Linked DNA regions of Gossypium arboreum: region 2 is linked to region 1. A link is a contact called in public Hi-C data. All regions are on one chromosome and are shown on one strand. The core of a region is the stretch at or near the end of the contact, and the rest is flanking DNA. Distances in the headings are between cores, read along the strand shown. Region 1 overlaps LOC108473593 (pentatricopeptide repeat-containing protein At5g67570, chloroplastic). Region 2 holds the start of LOC108471287.

Evidence for each region. A called contact is a pair of places that touch in the nucleus more often than the background predicts.
Region 2: a contact with region 1 is called in a Hi-C map of leaf, with 1.9 times the contacts expected there. The contact joins the promoter of LOC108471287 here to the enhancer-like site in region 1. A contact is called at or near these places in 2 of 5 Hi-C or Micro-C datasets (both in leaf).

Annotation. Positions count from the first base shown.
Region 1 is chr11:41,247,848-41,253,618 of ASM2569848v2, reverse strand. It overlaps LOC108473593 (pentatricopeptide repeat-containing protein At5g67570, chloroplastic), which reads right to left. Exons shown (of 9, transcript XM_017775260.2): 9 at 5,616-5,771. Among protein-coding and RNA genes, the nearest start is that of LOC108473593, 7.8 kb to the right of the region's middle. Within about 2 kb of position 1,823, at least 2 of the 2 cell types and tissues checked have an H3K27ac peak or open chromatin away from gene starts, as enhancers often do. A contact at or near this core is called in leaf, where this site is marked.
Region 2 is chr11:41,531,992-41,538,182 of ASM2569848v2, reverse strand. LOC108471287 reads left to right here and starts at 4,857. Exons shown (of 3, transcript XM_053021079.1): 1 at 4,857-5,398; 2 at 5,467-5,639. The coding sequence starts at 5,149.

The DNA.
Region 1 (5,771 bases), core at 574-3,073:
ATTTTTTTTTTCACAAATAACTTATTTTATTTAAATATCCGACTGAACACATGTCGAACCTAGATTGATTGAAAATTATTTTACAAATAGAGTTAGGTATTTGAACTTAAAATTAAAAAAAATAAAGTTCAAGTCCATATTTAAAGAAAAGAATTTAATTACCTATATAAAAAAGCAGTATAATTTAAAAATTAAAATATTAATAAAATTAAAATATTAAAATCAAACTCAAAAATTCTATTTTCATAAATTTTTTAATGCTTAACCACATTTATTTTACTTTTCTGTTTTCATAAACTTTTTTGTTAAGTGTTTTATCCAACTTTTTATTTTTATCAAAATTATTTGATACACCAATCACTTTTTTCATAAAAATTTGACAAATATATTATGAAAATAAATAAAATTAATATTTACCACGCCTTCAACTTAATTGTAAAATCTAAAATATTTTAGTAAAAGTGTATCAAATAATTATTTTTATTATTTAAAGAAGGTAGTTTCAATGGTAAAAGCCAAATTTAAAGTGTTAAAATACACAAATCATAACACCTTTTACCCATTTTAGTAATGAGATAAGGATGAACTGTGATTACTGTACACCACCAATATTAATCTAATCTTGGCAGGCCAAGAAATAAAGCATACAAAAATTGGACCCATTTTCCTTTTTTGGCATGCATCCCCTCCAATAAAAAATCTTTTGCAATATTATCTTTTAAGTAATTAGAGGAGAAGTACTCGTCTTTTGCTGTTATTTTACTTAAATAATTCAAAAATAATAATTAATTATGTAAATGACCCTGAACCATGAATATTTATTTAAATAATTTAAAATGAATAATAAAATTTAATTATAGAGACTAGATGACTGGCACCAAAAAGATAATTTTTAAAATTTTAAACATTAAATGACCGACACTTATTTTTTTGGGTACTGACACACTAATGGCCGACTCCTTTTATTTGATTAAAAATTTATTTTTTTAGAGGTTAGATGCCGAACAACAAAGGCTCAAACTCACCCAACAAAAGAGATAAAATATTACAACATTAACCCCTCTATGTTTTCTCATCTTTTTATTTCCTAAATTTGATTACTTAAAATATAAAACATGTAATTAAATTTGAGAAATAAAAAGATTTAAGAAAATATGGAAGAGTTAAATTACAATATTCTTATCCTTTTATTAAGTGAATTTAGGTCTTTATTGGTGAAACTTTGACCCTCCCAAAAATAATTTTTAATTAGATAAAAGAGTATTAATCATCAATGTGTCAATATTCAAAAAAATTTTCAAAAATACAAAAAATACAGAATTACCAACTATCTAATGTCCAAAACTCAAAAAATATTTTTTAATAAAAAAATAATGGTGCCAACCGTCTCTTCCTATAATTTTATTAGTTATTTAAATAATTATTTTTAAATTTGAATCATTTACGTAATTAATTAATTAAATAAAATAACCCACTTTTGTAAAAAAGAGATCAAATTTTCACTTTGTCCCACCTTCCTAAAATAGAATCTGCCTCCCTCCCAAAAGTTTCAATGAGTTGAATAGAAAAGCTATTAATATCTGAAATGTAAACAGGTGTTTGCTATAATCACAAATAGGTTTACATAAATGTCCGAAAAACAATATAAACCCATTTAGATGAAAAAAGCACAAGTAGATTATTGACTACTTTCTTTACTCAATCTGTGCAAAATATGGCCGCTTTGCTCAACTTGGTACTTTATCACAAGCGGATGGAAGTTTTTTGCACTTTCATAAAACGTATGAGAGGAGTGAAGACACTTAAAAGCTTTGAAAAAGAATACACAAAACCCAGAGACCTTATTGATTACTGCAAAGGAGGAAAAGAAAAAGGGAGGCAATGAGAGTGCAGGTCAGAGATATGAAGGTTTTATAGAGGGTGCTTCTAGGGCAACATTTTGGAGTGGTGCCAAAGCCAGCAGCATTAGGGCAGCGGGCAGGGAAGGGAGCGGTGCGTATAAGGAAGGTGAGTCTGGGGCAGCTGACCAAAAATAAAGAAATAAGGCAAGTTTCTAATCCTGGCTCTGCACAAATCTTGAAGCACTATTCATTCTGAGTTGTGACGTGTAATTAATCTGTTTTAAACTACTGTACGTGGAATATCCACGCTGCTGCAACGTGGACTCCACGTCTGCATTAAGCTCGGGTATAGAAAGAATATCGCTACTAATACCATTGCCACACATTATAATTTTATAATAAAAAGAATTGACGTCATGCACAAAGGAATAGGAATGATTGCGATAAAATATTTGAATTGGTAAATTTATCTAAAAATTTAATTTTGTTAATTATCCTAAATTATTTAATTATTATTATTTGAATTCAAATCTAATTAAATATTATCATTCGTCATATATTTAAATTCAAAGAACGATAAAATCATTTTTTAAAATTTATATTTAAAATTATAATTATAAGTATTTTATAATAAGTGAATTCAAATATTTAAATCTAAATATACATTTGTTATTCAAATAAGCAATGTTGATTTGAGTAAAGAATATCTTGGATATCTATTTACAATTACTCGAATCCGCATTAGATAATGATTTTGAAATTGAATATAAATAGTATTTAAATCCATAATATCTAAATACATAAAACAGATTGGATATTTGAAAATATCTGAATCTATAAATCAAATTGTCATCCCTATTTAGGATACATCCAAATTTGGAGGCCAATTTATATCAAATTAATTTTATTTTTGAGATTTTTCAATAATTTCAGATTTAGATTATTTAAATTTAAATTATTTTTGTTTGGATTGGGATTTTGATTATTCAAATCTAAGTTTTTATTTTGAATTTCTTAAATTATATATATTTTTTATTTCAATAAATATAAATGTCAAGTATCACGTTTTAAATGGTTGGAGGTATGACGTAGCACATTTTAATGTCAATTGACTTTTTTAACATTATTACAAAATTGAACTGACTTAGATAAATATGGGTGCAAAGCATAAAATGTTGAAAATGGAGTATAGTTGAAGGTGAAATTTAAGTGAGTTAAAATTTTGAAATGATAACACTCTCCTTCCCTTCGTTTTGTAGAGGTTGCTAATATACATAAACCTTCAACCCATTCGATTTTCATAGTGCTTTGGAAGTTTTTTGAGCAATTTTTTTATTCTAAGTGTTGTGGGTGGAGGTTATCATGTATTGATTCATATTTTATTTTTGAATCTATCAAAGCCTCGTTTAATCTTTACCTACCCATGTCTCTTTGATTTTTTTTTTACATATCTTAGATTATATGAAATATGTTTAAGGTTCTTCATACTTGATTTGGAATTTATGCATAAAATTGTGTATTGGGCTTAGCTTTTTTATAGTTGTGATATCTGATGATTTTTTACCATTATTGTGTATTTTTCAACATTAGGTAATAAGAAAAATGGCCAAATTCAATCATTACAACCCTTAATATTTTTAATTTATAACCTATCTTCAATCAATATTTAGAAAATTTCATTAAAACACCCCTAAGTTATTAGAAATTCCAAGTCCAACTCGTTATCCTTTTATTAGGATAAGGCTAATATCTTTTGAGAAAAACTTAAACCCATTAAAATTGAAGGTCAAGCTAAATCGGTCCAAGTTAATGAACCAAATCAAATCGAGTTAAAGCTGTTCAAGTCAATCAAATTAGATAATATCAAGTCAAATCAAAATCAATAATGAAATTAAAACGTTGATCGAGGATTGATGAACACGTAACAATGCATGGACAGTGCAAGGTGTTGGGGGCGCGGGGGGCATGGGCCCTATTTGAAGGTTTGACGATGGGTGAGACATATAAGTAATAGGGTGTTTTCTAGCATCTTATGGCTCATATGATGTTTTTCTCTAGTTGTATTATTTTGTTATATGCCATGTTTAAATATAATATTAATAATTTATCTTTTGATGTCATATGATTGTGTACACTTAAGTATTTTAGACTATTCACAACATCTATATGCATTAAGTAGTGATATTCTAATTATCAGGTAAATAACATCTAATTAATCATGTTAATACATTTATTTTACCTATAACAAAGAATAATACTTTCTTGATTACTTAGGATGAAATAAATGCTATTTTTTTTAATTAACCCACAAGCATTATAAAGTATAAGTAATAGTTTCACCCCTAAAAGAAAATGAATCATATTATGTATTGTCTTAAAGATTTTATTATATGTTGATTCATTTACTATTTATTATATGATTTTGCATTGATTAACTCATCATTTTGTTTGATGGATTGTACTTCAAATGTTATTAAGTAAGTATATTTGTTTATTCTCTGATAACAATGTATAAATTTTTTACTTGAGTGATGATAATTATAACAAATGGAAAGAGGTTGTCTTACTATATCATGGTGTATTGACTTTGATTGTTCTCTCCAAAAAGAGAAGTCATTGATGGCTAATGTTGGGAGTACTCAAGTTGAGATCACTTTATACAAAAGATAGAAGTGACCCAATTGTATCTCACATAATATTGCAGGTCAATATTGAATTATGAGAAAGTTAAGGATTATATGGAAGCTGTTAATGCTCAATGTGAGACAACTTATAAGACTAGATATCACCTTTACAAAGTAGACTGACATCAATGAAACTTATTGGTATTAACATCCATGAAGATTAATAATGATTTCTTGATACATTACATCTTGAAGACTTAAAAGTCTTTCTCGTCTCACTATAATCCTTTTAAGATATTATACAATTTAGAATTATTTTAAGCTTAAGTAAATAATCTAAAATAAATAAATTCTGGTCTACTTAACCAAATCTAAATTCGAGTATGATTACATATAAAAAATATTAACAGCCCTGCAACGCCCATCCCTAAGGATAGTATCACATTAGTTTTATAACACATTAGGGCTTAATTATAATATTTTAATATTGAGTAAGCTACCCATTACCCACTCTAAAGTTAAGTTATTTCCAAATGAACAAAATCATGTTGGAAAAATCAATCATAATAATTAATTAAAATAACAAGTAAAATAATAAATTAAATTAGAGAATTAAGAATAACAAGCAAAAATAATAAATAAAAGATATTACATAAAATAATAATAATAATAATAAATTTAAGAAATTAATTAACATAATAGCAAGTAAACGAAATAAAAAAACATCATTAAAAGATTAGCATCCGCTTAACAATAAACAAATAAAAATAAAATCAATAATTTAGAATAAAGTTAGAAAAAAAAAGTAAAAATGGGAATTAGAATGTTTGAATTTAAACGAATAATTGGAGTATTGAATATGCTTGCATCTAATAATTTAAGCGTAGAAAGAAGCAGAGGCCAACTAAATATTAGAAACCTTAAGTGGGGCTGCGGAAGCTTACAAAGGACCTTTCATATGAGACCGATAATTGACATTTTCTAAATCCCGCCTCTACCTTTGCCTGCATGTGACAAATTGACAATAAAAACACTCCTTATTCAACCATTTTTTAACCTTTTGGGGGTATTATATTAAGAGTACCATTGGTTAGGACTGTAGGAGACGACAATTAAAATACAAGTTTCAGGGACTTCAACAGAGCAACTATTTTAACCTGGAATCTCAAAATTGACAATTATGTGATCATAGACAAAAGAATAATCAGTATATCATAAATTTGGCAATTAAGACATGAAAAGCAAATTTCTAAAATTCAAACCCTTTAAGAGCTCAGCCATTAACCAAGTTCTTATCCACATTATA
Region 2 (6,191 bases), core at 3,608-6,107, 280 kb before region 1:
AGTTGTATGTAAATAATACAACTACACTACTAATATACAAGTTTGAAATGTCTTTGAATTGATATAGCATAAATTGCTTGATTGTGAGTTGAGAATGCATATTGATAATTGAGACAATAGAAATTCCGTTGGAAACTTAAGAAATAAACCGGATATTCATGCCGTGACATTCGGGTCACTTGTGTGAGCTAGTGTAAGACATGTATGGGACATGCATCAGCCACATTATGAGAGCCAGTGTAAGACTATGTCCGGGACATGGCATCGACATTGAGACAAGTGCTAGTGTAAGACATGTCTAGGACATGCATTAGCCTCGAGATGTAAGCTAGTGTAAAACATGTATGGGACATGCTTCGGCTACGAGATGATAGTCAGAGTAAGACCATGTCTGGGACATGGCATCGAATTGAGATATGAGCCAGTGTAAGACCATGTCTGGGACATGGCATCATCACCTTACCCATGTTTGAGGCTTAATAAATATCCGGTGATACTCCGAATGGTTCAACGAAGAACGTTATGTTTTGTATTAATGAGGAATGTATAACCGTGTTGTGAATGGTACAGGTACCTAATTGGTATTTATGAGATATGAGGTCAATATATATATATTATGTGACTTGTATGGATGGTAATGAGTAAGTTACATCTATGCTTACCTTTGAGTCATAAATATGTTGATCATTGATGAAATTGTTGTTGTATATTTATTTATATGCACCTTACTATGCTTTTATGCCTACTCCCTCTTCCTTTCCATTTTTTTTACAATGCCGCCTAATTGGCTCAAGGATCATCAAACGTCAGAGATATCGATCAGACTATCATCCAAAACACTCGGTATAGTTGGATTTATATTTTTGAATATGGCATGTGTAGGGTCTAGACTTTATTATTTTGTATCCTTAAGCATTGGCCAAATAAATTGGCTTGGGATAGATCTCACACTTTGTATTAAGCCTTGAATGATGGCTAATATTCCTTTTGAATTTATAGAAGATGCATCTTCATGGTTGCATGAATGTCTATTGTGGTTGAATTGATTATGAAAATTATGCTTGTTTTGGTATTGGTTGGTTATAGCATGAAAATATGTAAGAAAGGGTGGCAATGAGGCTTGGAAAATAGCCTTATATTGTCCACACGGGTAGACACACGGGCGTGTGTCTAGGCCGTGTGTGAAACACAGCCAGCCCCATGGGCATGTAGTCCAGTCGTGTGTCCCCTACACGTAAAAATTTCAAGTCAGTATGCATGGTATTAAACGCATGGGCAGAGACACAGCCATATGTCTCAGCCGTGTGGATAACATGGCCTAGCACATGGGCGAGTGCTATGGCCGTTTGGCATGTTGGGTATGCTGACGTTAGAAACAGAATACCCAAGCTCTTAGACACGGGCCAGGTCACGGGCGTGTCGAGGCCGTGAGAGGGACACGGGCCAGGCACACGGGCGTGTGTCAGGCCGTGTGAAAACCACTGTACCTTGAACAAAATTTAAATTTCGCACGAGCTAGGGACATAGGTGTGTTTCGATAGACACCAGGCCGTGTGAGCCACATGGGCCACCAACATGGCCAGGTCAAGCCAATCACACGGGCGTGTCACTTTTCACACGGACATGTGCCCTGTTTTAAAGGAAAATTTCTTAAGGTAGGTTTGAAACCCCCGATATGTTTCTGAATAGTTTTCAATGATAGATTTAGGGCTCGTAAGCCCCTAACAAGTAGTTTAAAGTAGAAATTAAAAAGGTTTTAACTTGGACAGAGTCTCGGCGACTTGGGGTTGTTCGAGTAAATGGGATCAAGTTAGGTAATGCCACGTACTCTGCCCTGACGTGGGTTACGGGTATGGGGTGTTACATTTAATAGTATAAGAGATATGATTTAGTCGGCTCTAGGACTAACCTACCAAGAGTACAAGTCTAGCTATACATGCCATAATTGTTTATTGATAGTGTAACGATTTCTGATGATTATAAATTATGTTTTTTTATGTATAGTGAATGGATCCCGATAGAACCACGTTGGATGACATGGAAAGTAACGCGCCGACTCCCACCGAAGGAGCCGCGCCAATAGTAGTGAACCTGTTACTATGGGTCAGGGTAGAGGGGCTAGAGAAGTCTACCTCCGAATGATGGACGCTTGGTACACGGAGCTTGTTTGTGCAAATCTGAGCACTTCACCTCCCCCACCTCTCCCGTTTCCTCAGTATGCCCCTGTAGCCCCGCAAGGAGTAGACATGATTAGGAGGGAAAAACCTTCAGTAGACAAAATTCAGAAGCATAGGGCCGAGGAATTCCGAGCTAATGTAGATGATGACCTTAAGAGGGTAGAGTCTGGTTAGAAAATACCATTAGAGTATTTGATGAGCTATCATGCATGCCTGTAGGGTGCGTAAAATGTGCAGTGTCACTCCTGCGAGACTCAGCCTACCAATGGTGGAATACTCTCGTTTCTGTTATACCGAAAGAGTGAGTAACTTTGGAATTCTTCCAAGAAGAGTTTCGGAAAAAGTACATCAGTTAGAGGTTTATAGATCAAAAGAGGAAGGAATTTTAAAATTGAAGCAAGGCGAAATGACAGTAATAGAGTATAAGCGTGAGTTCGTGAGACTCAGTAAGTACGCTCGGGAGTGCGTGTCTACCAAAGCCACCATGTGCAAGAGGTTTGAGGATGGCCTTAATGAAGATATTCGAGTATTTTTTGGCATCCTGGAATTAAGAGAATTTGTCGTGCTGATAGGACTTAAACCACTTGTTGTGTTAGGATTAAAGATAACGGATTTTCTCATCGAGTTAGGCTCCGCAGGCGTAGAGAAACTAAACTGCATAAACAATTTTGTATGCCTTGTTTTTGTTGTGTTTCTCGTAGTTCCATCTTTAATGGCTTGAATGCAACCATCACTTATGTGCTTTGTTTTTCTTAAGCAATTATCAACTAAAGGTTCCAACATGCTTATCAACCCCAAAATGAAAATGAATTTCTGAGTGAACCTAAAAGAAGTAAGAAAAGAATAATAGAAAAAAAAAACTTTGTCCCTAATTGTCACATGTTTAATGTTTAAAAAGATACTATCACTTTAGATGAAGCTTTATCTTCTTTTGATTTTGATTTGTAGACAAAAAGAGGACATTTTTTTTTGATATACTATCTCATGTGAGTAAAATAACATTAATAGAAGTTCTAATTACAGTTATTGTCATCAATGATTAGAGAATCCATCAAATGGATGTAAAAACAATTTTTTTAAATGGTGAGTTCGGAAATTTTTTTTGTAAAGAGTAACCCTGTATCTATTTCCCTTAAACGAAAATCTAAAACACCTAAAAATTTTATTTTTCACATGGTAAAATGAACTGAAGTGAATGAGAGATCCATATGAAAGAATCCAAACAATTTTTTAGTTCAGGGTAAAAAAATTAAAGAAGAGAAATATATTAAATGAATTTTTTAGTGTATTTTATTTATTAAATGAATTTAATTAAATAATTTAAAGTAATTTAATGTCATTTTTATAAGTTAATTACACATGTCACTTTCTCGATAAGTTGGCGTTGTTAATGTCTTTAAAAATATAAGGTTAAAATATATCATAATCTTTCTAGTTTTTGTAGATTTAGAATTTGAATTTTATATTTTTATTTTTAGGAATTTAGTTTTTCTATTGTTTAGATTTTAAAATTCAAGTCAAATTGTTAATACTGTTAAAATTATTTTGTTAAATTTATGATCATTACAATGTTTCCTTTTTAGTTATATTCTTACCAAGTGAATATTTTTATTCAAAATGTCACACCAACAATTTTAATGAAAAAATTAACAGTGTTAATAATCGATCTTGAATTTTGAAATCTAAAAATAGGACTAAATTTTGAAAATAAAAGTACAATGACTATTAGGTTCCTTTTGGATGGATAGTGAGATTGACTCTGATCAAAGTAAAAACAACAGTGGCAGTGAGTTTAGTTATTATAAAGTAAGATTGAATACTATAACGGTGAAATTAAAATCAATAATGATATATATATATATTTAGAATTTTAACGATAATGATGAAATTATAATTAAAATGAACATTAACTATATTAAATTAAATTCATATATAAATAATTTTATTAATGAATTTATTAAACATCTACTAATTATATGTATATCTATTTTTTTATTGCTCATATAGTTACTTATTGATGATTAATTAAATTATTAAAAAATAAAATATATAATAACAATAAAAATAAAAAAACTTTTGCTTAATATTTAACTTTTTAATAGAAAATGGTTTAAGAGACCCACCCATACCTTTTAAAATATATGTAAACGGAAAAACAAAGCCTCTTCAAGTAAATTACCTATTTGTCCTAAGCTTGAGGTGAACCTGTGGAGTTAAACATACAAGTAGGTCAAAGTTAAGGATTGAGCCCAAAAATCCTGCACACTCAAATAAATAGCCTGTAAATTAGCTATTTGTCCTAAGGTTTGGACAAATTTTAGGACTCCCTGTGTACTAAGATTCCTAGTTTTGGACCATATTCATGTACATCATGCCAATAAATTTAACTAACCAAATTTTTTTTTTTCTCTTTTCTAAATTTAGGAAACTGTTTAAGCAAAGTTAATATCAAATATCTTTAATTAATCAAATTTACACGTTTTCATAATCAAACACAGATCACGTTTGAAGCGGTAAACATCATTAACCATCAAGTCATCATATAAATTCTATTATTAATATACATTATTAATATATATAACTATTGAAATTATCTAATAAAAAATAAACAATTAAACATATTTCAATTATTTAAATTATATAAATCGTCCCATATTAAATATCTTTCACATACATATTTTAGAAGCTTGGGTTAAGGGTGTGGACTATTATTTGGGCTTTCACTTTTCTGACCTAACACCCCTAAAAAAACTGTCCTCTCTCTTCCACATTTACGCTCCCTTTTTCATCATCAAGTACTTGCTGATATCATATAGGCACCGAAGATCAGCCATTTTCCTTTGCTTTTCCCATGGCCTAAAACTTCTCTGCTTTATTTCACTTTAACGTGTATATATAACCTCAAAGTCTGTTCCATTCAACAGTAGTACGCTCATTGTTTCCGAGTGTAACTACGTTGTGCTGTAAAGATATGGGAAATTGCCAAGCAGCTGAAGCAGCAACCGTGGTTATTCACCACCCAGGGAACAAGATCGAGAGGATTTACCACCCTGTTAGTGTCAATGAAATCATGACCTCAAATCCAGGGCATTACATTGCACTTGTGCTAACCTCGCCCACGTTGAAAACCCAACATGGGATGCCTTTGAAGCAACTCAAGCTTTTAAAACCAGATGACACACTATTAGTCGGCCATATCTATCGACTCATTAGCTTTGAAGGTAATTTATTCTCTTAAATCTTTTTACGTCTATAGTTTTTGCCTTTCGTTTAATTTGTTTTCTTTTAGTAGATGTTATGAAAGAGTTTGCGGCAAAGAAGTGCACGAAGCTTGGGAAACTGTTGAAAGAAAGAGGAGGGATTGGGGTTGGGATGGAGTTGAAGAGAAAGGATTTGACCAACGATTCCGATCTGAAACCCAAACTGAACCCCAAATCTGGGAACTGCAGTTCGGTTATTAAGGTAATAAAAAAAATAATAAAAAAAAAGCTCAAAGCGACTTTGAACACTACTGTTTCAAGTTTCGTCTAAGTTAACAAAAACTGTCAGAACAGGTGACATAAGCTTCTGAAATGAGTTTTAATTTTGGGTCTCGAATTTCAAGAAATGTAATTAATCTTTACTACCAATTCATTAGTGCCTAAGAAATGAGTTTTATGGGGTTTTTTTCTCGGTCGGTAAGTTTAAAAAAAAAAAGTTATCGTCTCAAAAACTGAGAACTAGGAAGAATCTGAAGTCTGAACTTTGTTTAACAACAGATCTCGAGGTATCTAATTGAAAAATTAATTTCCAACACTTGACGTACATCAATACTGTTGAAAAATCTTCTTTAATGATATGTTACTGTTAAGTTGAACTCACAACAACTGGTCATTATTGATATATCTACTTTAATTATGATCATTAATCAACCATATTTCACCATGCATGTTTATGAGAATGTAGCCTAATGGCTTGTCTTCATAGTAAGGTAGTGCGAACAGAAAAGGATCTAAATTTCGTGGAAAGCTTGGG